Linked DNA regions of Mus musculus: regions 2, 3 and 4 are each linked to region 1. The links are chromatin contacts, called in public Hi-C and promoter capture Hi-C maps. All regions are on one chromosome and are shown on one strand. Each heading gives the region's core, a stretch centred on a gene start, on an enhancer-like site or on the middle of the called end of the contact. The rest is flanking DNA. Distances are from core to core; before and after follow the strand shown. Region 1 holds the start of Kptn (kaptin). Region 2 holds the start of Tomm40 (translocase of outer mitochondrial membrane 40). Region 3 holds the start of Ppp1r37 (protein phosphatase 1, regulatory subunit 37). Region 4 holds the start of Rps5 (ribosomal protein S5).

Region 1 (3,933 bases), core at 523-3,022:
GGGGAAGTTCTCAGTGCTAACAACATACTGGCTGATGGCCTGCCACATGGTTGGAGGCTTCTAAGTATGTCTATGCTCATACACCATGGCCCAGAATGTCCGAGGACATTGTCAGTCCTCCTTAACTCCTTATTGAAGCAGAGTCTTGTGTGTATTGCTTGAGACAGGGACACACCGTGTAGCTTTGGCTGTAGACTAGGCTCGCCTCCAGTGTACTGGAATTAAAGGTGTGTGGGGTTAAGGCAGGGACTTCTTTCTACTAATGTACTTAGTACTTCAAGTTAACTGGCCCATGAGCTTCCAGCTCCATCTCTCCAAAGGAGTACTAGGACTACAGATAGGCACCACTTCCTCTGACTTTTTCCATGGATTCCACAGGTTGGGCTTGGGTTGCTGTGAGGCTTGCATAGCAAGCATCCTTATCACCTATGCCATCTATCTGGCCTAGAGTCGGCAGGGTTTTGGCATATCTACGGAGCCTGCTTTGTGTCTGAGGCTATGCATCCCAGGTGCTGGAGTTGATTGAAGTGGCAGATCCAGACCCCCTGAAAGGCCTCATAGCACCTGGCTGGTAAGCCCTCCATCACAGAAACCTCAGTCCAGATCCTGCTCTCCCTCAGCGTCGGGCTCAAACTTTGTAAAGCTCTTTGCATAGTTCTGGTGAGAAGTTTGTGAGGGACTCTCTAAAGGGTGTGATGGCACCAGGAGCAGTGTGAGTGGACAAGGTAGCCATGGGTCCTGCAGACTGTCACTATGAATGTTCACTAAAGCAGGTAGTCTCTTCTGCCATCAGGATGGACAGGTTAACTGATCTTTTCCCTGGTACAAGAATACACTTTACTGTTTTAAAGATAATATTGCTTAAAGAATTTACTTAACTCAGTTGGCCTATATAATAGATTCAAGAGTACCTTAGGGCCAGCAAGATGGCTCAGCAGATACTGGTGCTTGCTACCATGCCTAAGCAGTTCAATTGCTGAGACCCAGAAGGTGAAGGGAACTGACTCCCAGAGTTGTTCTCTGATCACATGCCATGGTACATGTGCCCATACAGAAACATACACATAAGTGTTTTAAAAATATTAAGAATACCTACTTTAGAAGGGCACGCCTGTGTTCTTGGCACGTGGCATACAGAGGTAAGAGGATTGTCACAAGTTTGTTGCCAGCCTGATTTGTAAATTATTGGTTCAGCCAAGGCTATGGAGTAAGATCCTGTCTCTAAAAGTAAAAAGTTTAGATATGTGCCTCCACTTCAGCTTGCTTATGAGTTTAAATAAATTGGCAGATCGAATGTGCTTATCCAAAAGGGTAGTAATTAGGTTTTATAATTGTTTTGTTGTTCAGATAGTTTTTGTTGGAGAATGAGTGTATTTATAGGAGTGCATGTGTGTGTAGAGAGAGACAGAAGTTGGGGGCTGGGAGTGTCTCCTGCAGACCGACGGGCCTGAAAACTACTTATTACTTAAGCTTAGCCTCTAACTTTGTAGAAGGGTTGAAACTGCTGCGACTGCCTCCACTTCCCAAGTGCTGTACTCACAGGAGTGTGTGCCCACCCACAGTTCAGGGTGATACTTATTCTCCTTTACACACTGCTTTCAGAGAGGCCCAGAGACGCCTCCATTCCCCCATCTCAAATCCTGGAAGGCCCTCTCCATAGCTCCGAAATGGGCAAGGACAGAACACTCAGTTGCAGAAGGGCAATTTTGTCTGGGCCGCCCAGTCAAGGAACCAAGCGCCATATTTGTAGAGGGCAGTAACCGCAGCTTCTTGACGTCATCAGTATGCGCTAGTGGAGGTTTCCTGACAGGTTGGGGAGCATCAGGCCATCTGGGACCGATCGCGGAGGGCCAGGATGGGGGAGGCGGCCGTGGCAGAGGGACCTTGTCCACTGCTGGAGGACAGCTTCACGCGCTTCTCGTCGCAAAGCAACGTGTACGGGCTTGCTGGAGGCGCGGACGGGCGAGGGGAGTTGCTGGCCGCCACTCTTAAAGGCAAGGTGCTCGGCTTCCGCTATCAAGACCTCCGACAGAAAATCCGGCCTGTGGCTAAAGAGCTGCAATTCAACTACATTCCCGGTGCGTGGCGCTGTGGTGCCTGGGGCGGGACTAGAGTCTGGTGTTGAGGATTCTAAGATTGTCACTGTGTTGCGAGGTCAGGGTCAAAACTGATAATCATTAGGGTTCGAGACAGTGGTCATCATGGCCTGAAAGTAGTTAGGGTTCAGGATTCCGCAAACATAAGTTATCAACAGCATAGTAGTCGGTGTTCAGAGGTCATGATGATAGCGGTCAGACGCCTGCATCTGCTGTGGTATGAAGTTAGTGTGGTTAGGCTGCAAGAGTGGAGACCTGCCTAATCAGTGAACTTTGAACTCCCCTCATAGTGGATGCTGAGATCGTCTCCATCGACACTTTCAACAAGTCACCCCCAAAACGGGGCCTGGTTGTGGGCATCACTTTTATAAAGGTACCACAGCACCCTCCACCTGTCCACGCCCTCCTCCTTAGTCACTGTGGATCCCACCAAGTCTCTCTCAAGTGCTCTGAATCTACTCCAAATGCCTGTCACCTCCCCTACCTCCCCTGAGAGAAGTTTCCACCCCCAGGACTCAGGAGACAAGGGCAGTCCGTTTCTTAACATTTACTGTGACTATGAGCCTGGCTCAGAGTACAACCTGGACTCTATTGCAGGTGAGTGGGGCTTAGGGGAGAGCGTAGCTGGGGCTGCCAGGGGCTGCTGGGCTTAACTTGTGTCCTTCTGCAGAGAGCTGCCTGAATTTGGAACTCCAGTTCACACCTTTCCAGCTGTGCCACGCAGAGTGAGTGACCCTGGGCACCCATGCTCTCCTACCCTTTCCTTGCACTCAGAGGCTTTTGCCCTATCTGGAAAACAAAAGGCTTTTCCTCTACTAAGGATTGGAAACAGGTAGTGTTAGGGGCCCAAAAGGTGATGGGAAGTATAGCCGGGAAGTGGGGTTTCACTGAGCTTTAGCAGACTGGAATCCACACACCTGCCATCACCAGTCTGGTTCTCGTGGTGCTTTTCAGAGTGAATGCAGCCAAGATGGTTACATTGTCGCCCCTCAGGTAGATCATTCCAGTGGGTTAATTGAGCACTGGGAACTCAACTTCCAAAATTCTAGATCTCTACTTCCCAGGCCTGGAATTGTTCTGTAGCCCGAGAAGCCCTGAGATTCCCAGATTTAAAAGATGCAATTGAATGCTGAGGATACATTCAGGCAGTAGAATACTTGCCTGGCACACAGAGCTCTGGGTCCCATCCAGAGCACACATACCAGTGGTGCATACCTCTAATGTCAACGCTCAGGAGACAGAAGCAGGAGGATAAGAATTTGGCTCAAGGTCATCTTTGGCTGCATGAGTTTAAGGCTAGCCTGGGTTATATGAGAGCTGTCTCCAAAAAAAAAAAAAAAGTTGGGGGGGGGTTCTATCAAACCCAGCAGCTCCTGAGATTCTGTACAGGGACCTGTAAGGAGGTAGAATACAGACCATCTAGAATCTTCACAATTTAAAATCCCAAAGAAAGTGGGTTCATAAGCCGGGCGTGGTGGCACACACCTTTAATCCCAGCACTTGGGAGGCAGGTGGATTTCTGAGTTTGAGGCCAGCCTGGTCTACAAAGTGAGTTCCAGGACAGCCAGGGCTATAAAGAGAAACCCTGTCTCGAAAAAAAAAAAAAAAAAGAAGAAAGTGGGTTCATTTGCGAGTCTTCATAACAACACTGATACCAGAGATTAGCAACATTGTTGTTTTGTTTTGTTTTGCATTTTTTGTCAGTTAGTAAATCTTAGGTTCTGAGGGTCAGACAGTTGGTCTCACAGCTGTACAGTTTTACCACTAGAGTAAGCAAACAGCAGTTGACATGGTAGATGAATGAGGATTGTGCCAATAAAACTTTATTTACAAAAAG
Region 2 (3,933 bases), core at 485-2,984, 3.6 Mb after region 1:
CCACGTATGTGACCCCAAAGTGGTAGTTGGACTCCCCAATTGTGCCGAGGGCTACTGTGTGGGTCACCTGGGAGAAAAGAGTAGGTGGTGGGGGTCTTGGCGATAGCTGGGGGATGCAAACTAGAGATGTGGAGATGGGGAGTGAACACCGGGTGTCAGGCCACGACTAGCAGCATCAATGCCCAGGGATCCAACAAAACACCAGGCCTGACCTGACGAGATTAAAGGTTTCTAGTGAGAAAGTGGTGCTGGGGTGGGCGCCACACTCACCGTTTCCACTCCTACTTGACTTTGTAGGGTAAGAATTATGGATTCCTAAACCCTAACTCCCCCAGGCCCCAAGTAGTCACCCTGGAATTCTTGAGTCTTCCTGTTAGTTTGTCTTTTATGTTTTGATATAGGGTCTTTTGATGCATGCTGGTCTGGTCTTGGGAGTACGATCTTCCCACCTCTGCCCTGGCCAGTGGTGCCATTGGAGTGCTATCTGAATCTTGCTACCTACCAAAAACCCCAAGCCTTTAAGAGTGAGGGGATCTGTATGCATGGAGGAGTATCGCTGTTGTGACCTCTGGAGGGTCAAGGCACCAGAAAGGCTCACCTGGAAACGGTTGCTCAACCCTTTGTTGACTGTAAGTTTGACACCTTCCATCTGAACTGGAAACAGCTCTGCAGAAGAGAGATGCTGTCATACCCCAGATTCTTCTCCCATCCCAAGCTCTCTTCACAAACTCTTATCTCACTAATTCCACCACTAGAGGAACCTTGGCCCTTTGCACATTTTAAACCCAGTGCAGTCACCTCAACTTAGGAAATTCACTCTCCTGCCTAACTTCTCATGCTTACAGTTCTCACCACACAGAACTGTCCTCAGTATTTAGTAAGTTAACACACTTAACTATCGAGAGTAAGAATGTCCTCCCTCTTATGATCAAATTGTCAAAAGATCCTAGGCTAGGATCCTTGGGTCGAACCCCTCACAGGAACATTGGGGAAAACCTCTTGACACCGTGACCTTGGACTATAATTCCCTTCCTGATCACACTCCTGAATCTTGGTGGGGTTGGTCCCCTGGCTCTCAGTACCCTAAGACTTCTCCCTCCTGCTGTGGCATTCTTCCCCAACGAGTTCATCATCTGATCGCAGTTTCGAGCCCCAAGTTCAAGGTCCCACCCTTCCAATCCATCATCAGCTTCCAACGTTCTGTTTAATGATTGCAACGATGTGCGCCAATCCTCCGGGGGGTCCCTTCCCTTTCCCTGGGGCTACTCGGGCCTGGCGCCCCTCACCCTTGCACTTCCGGTGGCACTCCTCGAACGTCCCCGGGTTGGGCAGGCATCCGCAGCTCCCATCTTCCGAGGCCGCCGCAGCGCCGCTGGCCGCAGCCCCGGGAGTCCGTTCCGAACCACGGCCAGTGCTTGACCCAGTGCCCAGGCCGCCGCCGAGCGGCGGCAGAGTGAAGCCTGGCGGCGAAGGAGGCGGCGGCGGGAGCCCCACGAGGGACGGCGTAGGAGGCGGCGGTGGCCCTGCGGGCGGAGAGCTGGCAGCCAACACGTTCCCCATGGTATCTGCGAGGGGAAAGGTCAGAGGGCAGGGATCGGGGCGACACGCACACCCCCGGATGCAACCCCAGGCCCTTCCCACCCAAAGCGGACTCGGCTCTCACTGGCGGCCGCGGCGGCTCCTCTTCCCGGCCTGGGCTCCGCTCCTACCCCGTGCGCTAAGCGCAACCGAACCCGCTGCCGCCGCCGCCACCGCTGTTTTCCCGCCCCATGGATTCTATTGGTTCGGTGTCCTCCGAGATCCGCCCACCGCCCTAGAAGAAAGACATTCTATTGGAGAATTAGCAGGAAGTTCCACCCTTCTGTTGAAGCCCTACTCCTATTGGTTCCTAGTCGAAATCAGTCAGTGCAGCTTCCTCTACCTTCCTATTGGCTCGTGTATCCCAAGTTCATTGGTTCGCGACGCCGCGGGGCTGGAGCTAGTTCGCTATTTGTCGATAGCACACGCATTGACACGCCTACCTGCTCATTGCCCCGCCCTCCTTTTGGAGGCGCGGAGACCCGCCCCAGAAAATGCCTTGACTATTGGTGGACCTTGGCTCAACTCACATTCTAATTGGCTACAGTATGTCTAATGGGCCGGCCATGGTGACGTGCGTGCTAGGTCTCTCATTGGCCAATGCGCCAGGGTCAGGGGACATCAGTAGAGGTGCGTTGCGCTGCAGACGCTGCTAGGCAGCAAGGTCAGGTCTCGCGTCCCGACAGGCACCGCGGTGGAGAGGCAGGGTCCCCGACGGTAAAGCCGGAAGTGCTGCCCCTTCCCACAGTGCCTCGGGAAGGTTTCAAACCAGTTCTGGGATAACCTGCCGGCCTCTGCCTACCCACAATGCCGCTTTCTCCCTTAACGCCGCAGCTGCCTTGACCCCCCCACCCCCTTTTATTTTTTTACCCATCATGCCGTCTGCTCCTTGCGTCACTGTAGCTTCTATCTTTGGCCCATTCATTCCTTTCCCATTACCCAGCATTCATTCCCCCATTCATTGAGCTTCAATCCCTTGGCTCGGTTTAGCTCGTGTCTGCCTGTTCACGTTTCCCATCCTTCCGGCCTTTCTCTAATGAACTATCTTGGAATCTTTTACCTTCTGGCGACTACCCACTACGCCTACAGCCCTCGTTTCTTACTTTGCTTCTGGCTCATTCGTTTAGCTCCATTACCCATCACGCCTTGGGGGCTTCATTGAAAATAGTATTTGCCTCATGATCTTAGACACTTCTTGCATGCCTACCGTTTTTTCTTTTGGTTGATGCGGTTTTGCTTATGACTCATTAATTTCTGGGGCATTTTTTTTTGACTTTTTGGGGAGGGAGGGGAGTCCATTCTCTGTTGACTTACAGATCACGGATGCCTTTCAAGCTTCAGGCCTCATTGTACCCCACTCACTTCACATCTCACAGAAAACACAAGACTTTATCAAAGTAGAAACTCATATTATGTAGGAAATGCTTACAAAATAAAATTCCCAACCCAGATGCCCAGATTCTCCATCACACACACATACACACACCATCCCCTAAAGAGGGATATGTAGTTCTCATCTCACTGGGTAGGGGTTAAAAGAATTCAGTAGTCCTCAGGATAAGAGCAGAGTCTCCCAAACTTGGGGTGGCAAGGCACACTTGCATTAGGTTCTCCCCTCTAGCATTGGACCTGGAATTCATGCTCTGGAGACAGGAACCTGGGTGCTGAGGAGAGGGTGTGAGAAACCTGAGATTCCTGCCTGCAGGAGTAGGTGGAGATGGGGAGGTCCTACCTTACATTGGGGAATCCTCTCCTTTTCACCTTTGGGGAGCAGGGTGGGGAGGGATCAGGTGAGCTTCTGCTGCCTGGAGGGCTCAGGTCTGAGCAACAGGGAGCCCCTGATCCCGTTCTTGCATATCTGTTGGACTCTATTGCCTGAGGACAAGTGCAAGGTCCGATTCCTTTGGGACTTTAAGGGTTCTTGAGATACTGAGTGGCATGGTCAAAGGGTCGTAGTCTTAGGAGTCCTTGGGGGGGGGGGGGGGGTCACAGGTGGTGCAGAAGGATATGGTGAGCTCCCTGCCAAGGGAGATAAAAATCTCCAGGTTTCCAGTTGTGCAGGTTTGCCTGCCTCAGACATCATAGATTGGACGTCATGGTGGAGTCACTAAGAAGTCACAGGTGGATTGCAATGGGTGATAGTTGTCCCTGGTCTGCCTGGAAGTCAGAGTGTCCTAGATTACTGGTGGAAAGCTCATGGGTCAAGGGTGAAAGGTGAGACGTCAGAGCCCCTGTGCCTCCCTCACACATACATGGCCCGTGACACAAAAAAGTCTTTGCTCTGGTAGGAGTCAGAGGGGCTGGGGTAGGACAGGGCATCATAAATAGGGTTGATTTTATCCAGGAAGTCTTCCT
Region 3 (3,933 bases), core at 507-3,006, 3.4 Mb after region 1:
CACCCCTTCCTGCTGCGATCTTGCCACAGTGGACAACAGGCTGCCGCCAGGGCCCAGTGGACTCTTCCTGTCCTCAGCACCAGTTCCAAGAAGTTCAGAACCCAAAACAAACCACCCAGCCCTGGCAGGCTCCCCAAGCCAAGTCTAAATTAACCTCGGTCTCTTTGATAATTACTAGTCAAACTGGCATTTATGGCGGGCTCCCAGTGTATCATTTCCTGCAACCAAGTCCCCCCCACCACACCCCCACCCGTGCCCACATACATCAAAGCTACCAGCTGCCCACTCTGCTGCCCACAGCCTGGCAGTCGTGTCTGTCTGTTCCTGGACAAGCAGGTTAGCTTCCATAGAACACGGCCAGTGGGTGACCTCACTTCACAGGCTCCACCCAAGCAAAACACAATTCAGCTCAGAAATGGGATTAGCCTGTGTCCATCTCCCCAGCAACCTTTTCCCTTTCAAAGCCATCAAAGCCAATGCACTCCTCCAAGTGCCCGTCCAGTTCCACCTCCCCACCAACAGGCCTAGATCTTAGATCTTCCCATCTCCCAACATGTAAGTCACCTTCTGTTGAGTAGGGAATACTGCCGAGTCCTTCCCCAGGTAAACCCTGGTAAAAGCGGGCTCCGCGTTCTGCTGCCGAACCTTACTGCGGAATTCCTCGCACACAGGCAAACTGGCCACCTCGTCCTCTGCTTTACTACCTGCTGCCTCTGACCCTCCTTTCCCAGTCGGAGGGTTTACAAACTTCTGTACAGTCTGGGTTTATTTCCGTCCTCGTTTCAGCCAAAAGAGCAATGGCCATAGCCGGCTACGCTTTGCCTCCTGGTTTACAGACCAGCTGCTTCGCTCTCACCATCCCGTGGACTCAGGCACTTACCTTTCCCCCAATACTATAACCAGGCTCTCTTCATCTATCCCTGAGTGTACCATGAACTCAAAGGCTGGCTGCCAGCCTCCCAAACTCCCAAACAAGGTTAGGCTTTGAAAACCCAGTCCTGTGGACCTTTCCAGCTCTCCCGCCAACCCCTCTCTGCCTCCAGCTCTAACCTAGGCACCGTTGAAATCACCAATAAGTACCATTTGCCGCGGGCCACCTCCGTGGGGGTCGGCCCTATGGCGGTCCCACCCGCCTCTAGGCTCTCCCCCGCAACCCTCGCCAAAGCTACCGTGTCTCCAGGGGTCTTTGGGCTCCACCGCTCCAGACACGATGTCCTCGTCAGATGGGAACGTGACACGCTTGGCAGCAGCCTTAAGGCGGCCATCGGCCGGGGGCGAGGTCCCGGTAGGAGACTCAGCTTCGGCGGAGGCCTCCTCGGTCTCGGCCTCCGCGTCCGCGTCGGCGTCCGCGCCCGGCCCGGGCGGAGCCTCCTGCGGCGGGATCTCCATCGCCGCCGCCTCCTCCTCCTCACGGGGGCCCCGGGGACATGCCCCGGGCCCCGGACTCGTCTCTCCGGGTCCTCCCGCCGTTCCGGGGCATGGGCTTCGCCGCTGCCTCAAGCGCCGCCTCCGTCCGCTCCGTTCGTCGTCGTCGTCGTCGTCGTCGTCGCAGTCGCCGGGAGCCCCAACGCGCCTCCGCCGAGCTCCGCGAGTACCTGCTCTTCCGCAGCCACACTTTCGCTACAAGCCGAAGGGCCCGCTGCGTACCGAGAAAAGCATAGCACCGACTCAAGCTTTTGCTCTGAAAAAAAACCGTGTCGAGGACGACAGGAAGACCGGAACAAAGAACAGTAAGCTCCGCGGAAAAAAGAAACGTGACCGGCGAATCTGCAGAGCCAAACTGCAGAACACAGAGGCGGGGCCTATGAACGCTGTCTCCCGGAGCGCCGCGCATGCGCGAGTTCTAGCCGCCCCCTCCCGCCCCCCACAAGCCAAGCTGTCAACAGTCAGGCTCCCGCACATTCGTCACAAGCCCAAGTAATTCGGGAAAGGATTCAATACAAATCCTATAACCGCGGCCTGCGAGAGGGCTGTCAGCGGCTAAAGCCGTCTGAGTTCGTAAAAATAGAAGAATCGCCTCCACAAAATTGTCCTCTGATTTCTACGCGTCTACAAGAAATGAGTAACTTAAAATATAAAATACGGATCAGATATTAATTAAAAAACCACTTGCTGGACATGGTAGTGACTCGCCTTGTGAACCGAGCCTTGGAGAGGCTGAAGGAGGAGGTTGCGAATTCGAGGCTAGGCTGGATTACAAAGGGAGCCTCAGACAAGCAGGTGCTACAGCAGGAGACCCTGGTGGGGCTAAGCCAAGTACTGGGAGCAGGATAAAGTGATGGAGGTGCTGAGAGCTGAGAGCCAAGCTGAATATCGGATGAGTACGTACAAGTGACAGAAGCGACAGAAGAGCACACTTTAGCACAATTTTCGTCAAAATTGTATCAAATGTAAATTACAATATTAGACGAGTCTGCTAGGTATTCATGAACCTGCTATAAAAACAAAACAAAACAAAAACTGGGAGCAGGAATTCCAAAGGCTCGGGATGAACCAGCTGACCAAACCTGAGCGAGCCTAAGCCACACCTCCAAGGGGTCGATTCCAAAGCTCAGGATTCATCTGGGCACTTTCGCTTTTCCTTCTCAGCTCATTAAAGCCCACTGGCACAGGGACTGAAACCACAGAACGGGATTTGAGGAGGGTCGAGCACAGCATTGCCAAGTAGAGAGCTAGGCTGGAACTGGAGGGAGGCTCCAGTGTGAACTGATAACTGAGACCACTGCTAAGGGTAGCTGCTTTCCTCTTCACAGTTGGGGGTTAGCACACTTTGGAGACTGAGAAGTACCAAAAGCCCCTATAATTAATGCAAACCTTCAGTTACATTCTGAACTCCAAAAGGCATTAAGTGGGCTTTGTTTGGGGGGGGAGGGTTGGGTTTTGTTTGGTTTTACTGGTTCTCATGTAATCCAGGCTGCCCGCTGACTTGCCATGTAGGAAAGACAGGCTTTATCTCTGGCTCCTCCTGCCTCTACACCCCCTTCCCCACACCAAATGCTGGGATTACAGACTTGGGTCACTGTGCTTAGCTAGGAACTGCTTCCAGATATCATGTACTGAAAGATTTCTAGTGACAAGGGGCTGAAACAGGGGACACAGACTCCCTCACTAGACGGCTAGAGCAAACTGAGGAAGGGTAAAACTTCAACGCTAACCACCAACCTGCAGCATTTGCTCCCGGGCACTGGCACGGCACTGGCACACAAGTGTGACCACCACCACCACTCCCAGTCCCCTCCGTGGGAAGACAAACCTGCAGGTGACTGCAGTGGACCACATCACCAAGAGGGAACCTTGAAACCTAGTGTAAGCCAAGGCCCTGTCTAGGCCTTTTCTAGTAAAAAGCCATCCTTGCCCACCTCGGGTCAATTTCTTATGCAGAGATGAATGTCAGCCATTTGGGGAGGATGCCAGGAGCAGTGCAAGCCCTATACTTTTATCTGGACGCCTCAGCTTCATTGCTTAGATAAGCCCCACAAGTTTTAGCCTGAGATAGCTACACTACTAACTTTTAAAGACTACAGCAGAGGGTGGGAAGACAGCTCAGCAACTCCGTTCCAGAGGGCCTGAATTCTGCTCTCAGCACCCATAGTTCACAAGCACCTGTAACCCTAGCTTTGCTGACTGCCTATCTTTTTCTGGTCTCCGTGTGCACCCACACTCCCATGGCACACAGACATAAACACCTCCATTTAAAAATTTTAAAACAAAGAAATGTTAAGCATGGCACCACTCTCCATGGGATACAACTAAAGAGAGAAGCAGAAAAGCTGAGTATGGTGGCCTGACCTGTAAGTAATCCAGCACTCGGGTGGCTGAGGCAGGAGGATTGTGAATTCCAAGCCTGCCTGGGCTACACAGCCGGATCCTGTCTTTTAAAAAAGGTTGGGGTGTGGTGAGAAGATGGCTCAGCCCATTAAGTGCACTGGCTGA
Region 4 (3,933 bases), core at 1,006-3,505, 3.2 Mb before region 1:
CATAACCCCAGCTCCAAAGGATCTATCACATTTTTCTGGCCTTCTTAGACCCCATGTACACATGCTTTACTTACGGGGAAAAATTTTTTTTAAAGAATTTTAAGGGTGCTGATTGTAACGATGCATTCCTTTAATCACAACTCTAGAGAGCCAGAGTCAGGCAGATCAATGAGTTCAAGGTCAGCCTGGTCTAAAGAGCAATTTGAAAGCCAGCCATGACTACATAATCGGACTTTGTCTCAAAATACTAATAACAATGCTATTGGTTTTGGTTGGGAGTTTGTTTGTTTGTTTTTGTTTGTGGTAGAATCTTATGTAGCCCAAACTGGTCATAAACTCACTATGGAGTGGAAGGTGGCCCCGAACTTCTGGTCCTCCTGCTTCCAGCTCCCAAATGCTGGTAAGCAAACTTAATTTTATCTGTGCAAATCAATTTCTGCAGCATTTCTCTTTTTTTTTTTTTTTTTTTTTTTTTTTTTTTGGGTTTTCGAGACAGGGTTTCTCTGTGTAGCCCTGGCTGTCCTGGAACTCACTCTGTAGACCAGGCTGGCCTCGAACTCAGAAATCCGCCTGTCTCTGCCTCCCATGTGCTGGGATTAAAGACGTGCACCACCACTGCCCGGCTACAGCATTTCTCTTAACCTATGGCCCATATTCAGGAGCCCCTCATCTGCCCTCTGTCACCTAGTAGGTAATACGGAGTCTATAAAAACATCCATTATCAATCACTGTAGTGCAATGTCAGCTTTCAAAGATAAGTAGGGTGATACCCCCAACAACAACGATAAAATTAGGTAAGATTCCCGAAATCCCAGTTTTCCCTCCCTCCACACACACAAGGTATGAACTGAGATATAGAGAAGAAAACGGGGTGAGAATCTCTCTTCTCTCTCTCTCCCTCCCTCTTTCCTCTTCTCTCCTCTCCCCTCCCTTCTCTCCTTATGTTTGTTGACACCTTTCCTCTCTTCTCTTCTCTCTCTCTCCCTCCCTCCCTCTTTCCTCTTCTCTCCTCTCCCTTCCCTTCTCTCCTTATGTTTGTTGACACCTTTCCTCTCTTCTCTCTTCTCTTCTCTCTCCCTCCCTCCCTCCCTCTTTCCTCTTCTCTCCTCTCCCTTCCCTTCTCTCCTTATGTTTGTTGACACCTTTCCTCTCTTCTCTCTTCTCTTCTCTCTCCCTCCCTCCCTCCCTCTTTCCTCTTCTCTCCTCTCCCCTCCCTTCTCTCCTTATGTTTGTTGACACCTTTCCTCTCTTCTCTCTCTTCTCTTCTCTCTCCCTCCCTCCCTCTTTCCTCTTCTCTCCCTCCTCTCCTTATGTTTGCTGACACCTTTCCTCTCTTCTCTCTCTTCTCTTCTCTCTCCCTCCCTCCCTCCCTCCCTCCCTCTTTCCTCTTCTCTCCTCTCCCCTCCCTCCTCTCCTTATGTTTCATCCCAGCAGTTGGGAGGAGCAGAGGCAGATGAATCAGCCTGGTCTAAAGAGCGAGTTCCTGGACAGCCGGTGCTACAAGGAGAAACCCTGTCTCCAAAACAAACAAACAAACAAACCCACCCCTGGGGGTGAACCTGCTGGCAAGGTCTCTCCCTTATTAGTACCAAATCACTGGGATCTCAGATAAGTAAGTCACCTAGGAGATCCCCGGGCTGCCAACCCCTCCAGGACTCCCCTCTATGTATCCCTCCCCGGGGAGGTTCACGAATGGCGGTCGGAATCTACTGTCCGCGATTGAACCTGAGGAAAAAAAGCCCAGACAAGCGTGGCCAGAGTGATTAAAAAGGAAGTGATCCCATACCGGAAGCCTGGGACCCGCCGAGCATGGCTTGCGGGAGGGGAGAGGGTGGGGCCCGTGCTTGTGAACCCGGATCGGTGGTAACCACAGGACCCGACTCCATTATTTTGGTGAGAAAATGTGAGCCGAGCTGGTTGCCCTAGCTAAGAATCCACCGTCCATGGTTCCTGGGTTTTGCAGCCTAATTACGGAGAGCGTGGACTGGACGTCAGCACTACTTAGATATGGCGGCGTCGGTCTCACCAAAGTTTCTGCGCATGTGCGCCGACTCAGAAGCCTAGCTAGTACTTCAGAGGTCCGCCAGAAGACGGGCGTGGCGCTGTTTCTAAAAGTGCGCATGCTTTACCCGGCTCAAAGGGCGCCTCTCATCCTAGCGCTTGATTGGTTGGTGAGCACGCTGTTTTCATCTGCGCGTGCGTCTCTACCTCTGACCCGGAAGTTTTCGCTTTGCATAAAAGCGCTAGTCCGCTGCGCGCGGCCTCTTCCTGTCTGTATCAGGGCGGCGCGTGGTCCACGCCGAGCGACTGAGAAGCCCAGTCTGCGCCCTCAGGTGAGGCTGCGGAGGGACACGGAGTTCAGAAGAGGTGACCATGAGTGTTCTAAGGCACATCTGGGGGGCCGGAGGCCGAACCTGAAGCCTGGGCGTGACCGCTTGGATCTCACCGTTTCTCTGCGAAAAAGGGTGCCTAGGGAAACTCGGCACGGGCCGAGTTAGTCTTCGCCTCTTGTTTGCACTGTTTTGACTTCATACTTTGCACACACGGGACTCCAGGGAAATCACTTGGGTCATATACCATAAACATAAATCTAGGTTTGCTTAGTTTTGTGATGACTCTTTTGCTCAGTACACGTTCTAAGTGCACAACGGAAATCTGATGGGAGCTGATGAGTATACGGCTTCATGAACCATCATACTGTGGTCCATGTACCAGCTGATTAGCGGGGTGACTGCCGAGTTACTTTAGAATCCTGAGTGGTTTTCCTGGGTTTGGAGAGCTGTTCAAAGCTTTCTGGGTCTCCCCTTCATGTCCCAGTTTGCCACAAAGTGAGAGTTCGTCTGAAGAGTTTGGGGTCAGAGTGACTGCTCCAGCATGTCTAGGCAGTAACGGTTTCTTGCCATTCTCCTGTCCCCAGGATGACTGAGTGGGAAGCAGCCACACCAGCGGTGGCAGAGACCCCTGACATCAAGCTCTTTGGGAAATGGAGCACTGATGACGTGCAGATCAACGATATTTCTCTGCAGGTAAAAGGAACTTAATGATTGTTCTTTGTGATGATTTTTTTAATTGAGACCAGGTGTGGATGAGCTTCTAGTTCAGAAAAGGGCATAAAACAACCAGTGGATGTACAAGACAGGTAGAAGAGCAATAACTGGACAGCTACACCCACGCCTAATACAAACTGGCACTAAAAGATGTTAGAGTGTGGTTTTTATCCCGTATTTTTCTAATCGTGTGTCTCTTGAGACAGAGTCAGGGTCTTGCTGTGTAGCCCTTGCTGGCTGCCTGGAGCTCTTTGAGATCTTGCCTCTGTCTCCCATGTGCCACTACACCTGACTTGATGTCCCCTTTCGTTTGTATATTCAGTTAGTGGGTATCAATTGAAAAGATGGCTTTAGTCAACTGAACCATGTTGGCACCCTTGTCAAAAGCAGTTGGTAAGCTGCTATCAGCCTACAGCAAGAGGAATTTGAGTATGAGACCAGTTGGTGCTATGAATGTTCCCTGCTGCCCTCCCCTGAAAAATGTCAGTTGGCTATGGGTACTGTTATGGCTAAGTTAGTATGGGAGCTATTTGCTTTGCCCTCATAACCCATTTTGAGGTAATCTCATATAGCTGAGACTGGCCTGAAACCCTGTCTAGTGGAAAAAGCTAATATCTGCATTCTGTCCCGAGTGCTGGGATTGAAGGTATATATCACCATTCCAAGTTTATCCCACTACTTGACATTGAACCCAGGGCTTTTTACAAAGCAAGCACCCTACCAACTCAGCTATATCTTTCGGCCCAGTTGTCTATTTTGTTCAAAGGAATTAAAGTATGTCTACTGTCTGTAAAGATACCACAGAATGAGCTTGTAAGGTGGTTCAGCCTATAAAGACAGTTACCACAAAGCCTGACAATATAAGTTTAATCCTTTGAATCCAAGG

Evidence for each region. Promoter capture Hi-C pulls out the DNA fragments that hold promoters and counts their contacts. A called contact is a pair of places that touch in the nucleus more often than the background predicts.
Region 2: a promoter capture Hi-C map of liver shows a contact between it and region 1, with 2.6 times the contacts expected there. The contact joins the promoter of Tomm40 here to the promoter of Kptn in region 1. A contact is called at or near these places in 3 of 39 promoter capture datasets (cranial neural crest, liver and second pharyngeal arch cranial neural crest).
Region 3: a contact with region 1 is called in a Hi-C map of B cells, with 5 read pairs. The contact joins the promoter of Ppp1r37 here to the promoter of Kptn in region 1. A contact is called at or near these places in 1 of 39 promoter capture datasets (cranial neural crest) and 1 of 484 Hi-C or Micro-C datasets (B cells).
Region 4: a promoter capture Hi-C map of second pharyngeal arch cranial neural crest shows a contact between it and region 1. The contact joins the promoter of Rps5 here to the promoter of Kptn in region 1. A contact is called at or near these places in 4 of 39 promoter capture datasets (cranial neural crest, frontonasal cranial neural crest, pre-B cells and 1 more).

What each region holds. Positions count from the first base shown.
Region 1 is chr7:16,118,104-16,122,036 of GRCm38.p6, forward strand. It overlaps Kptn (kaptin), which reads left to right and starts at 1,773. Exons shown (of 12, transcript NM_133727.2): 1 at 1,773-2,078; 2 at 2,387-2,469; 3 at 2,609-2,693; 4 at 2,767-2,821. The coding sequence starts at 1,856.
Region 2 is chr7:19,713,695-19,717,627 of GRCm38.p6, forward strand. Tomm40 (translocase of outer mitochondrial membrane 40) reads right to left here and starts at 1,735. Exons shown (of 10, transcript NM_016871.2): 1 at 1,664-1,735; 2 at 1,287-1,565; 3 at 599-666; 4 at 1-67. The coding sequence starts at 1,560. It overlaps Nectin2 (nectin cell adhesion molecule 2), which reads right to left. Exons shown (of 9, transcript NM_008990.3): 9 at 2,950-3,933. The coding sequence ends at 3,821. Gm38955 (a long non-coding RNA gene) reads left to right here and starts at 1,770. Exons shown (of 2, transcript XR_881874.2): 1 at 1,770-2,295.
Region 3 is chr7:19,560,642-19,564,574 of GRCm38.p6, forward strand. Ppp1r37 (protein phosphatase 1, regulatory subunit 37) reads right to left here and starts at 1,757. Exons shown (of 13, transcript NM_199149.3): 1 at 1,170-1,757. The coding sequence starts at 1,389.
Region 4 is chr7:12,920,056-12,923,988 of GRCm38.p6, forward strand. Rps5 (ribosomal protein S5) reads left to right here and starts at 2,256. Exons shown (of 6, transcript NM_009095.2): 1 at 2,256-2,333; 2 at 2,918-3,026. The coding sequence starts at 2,919.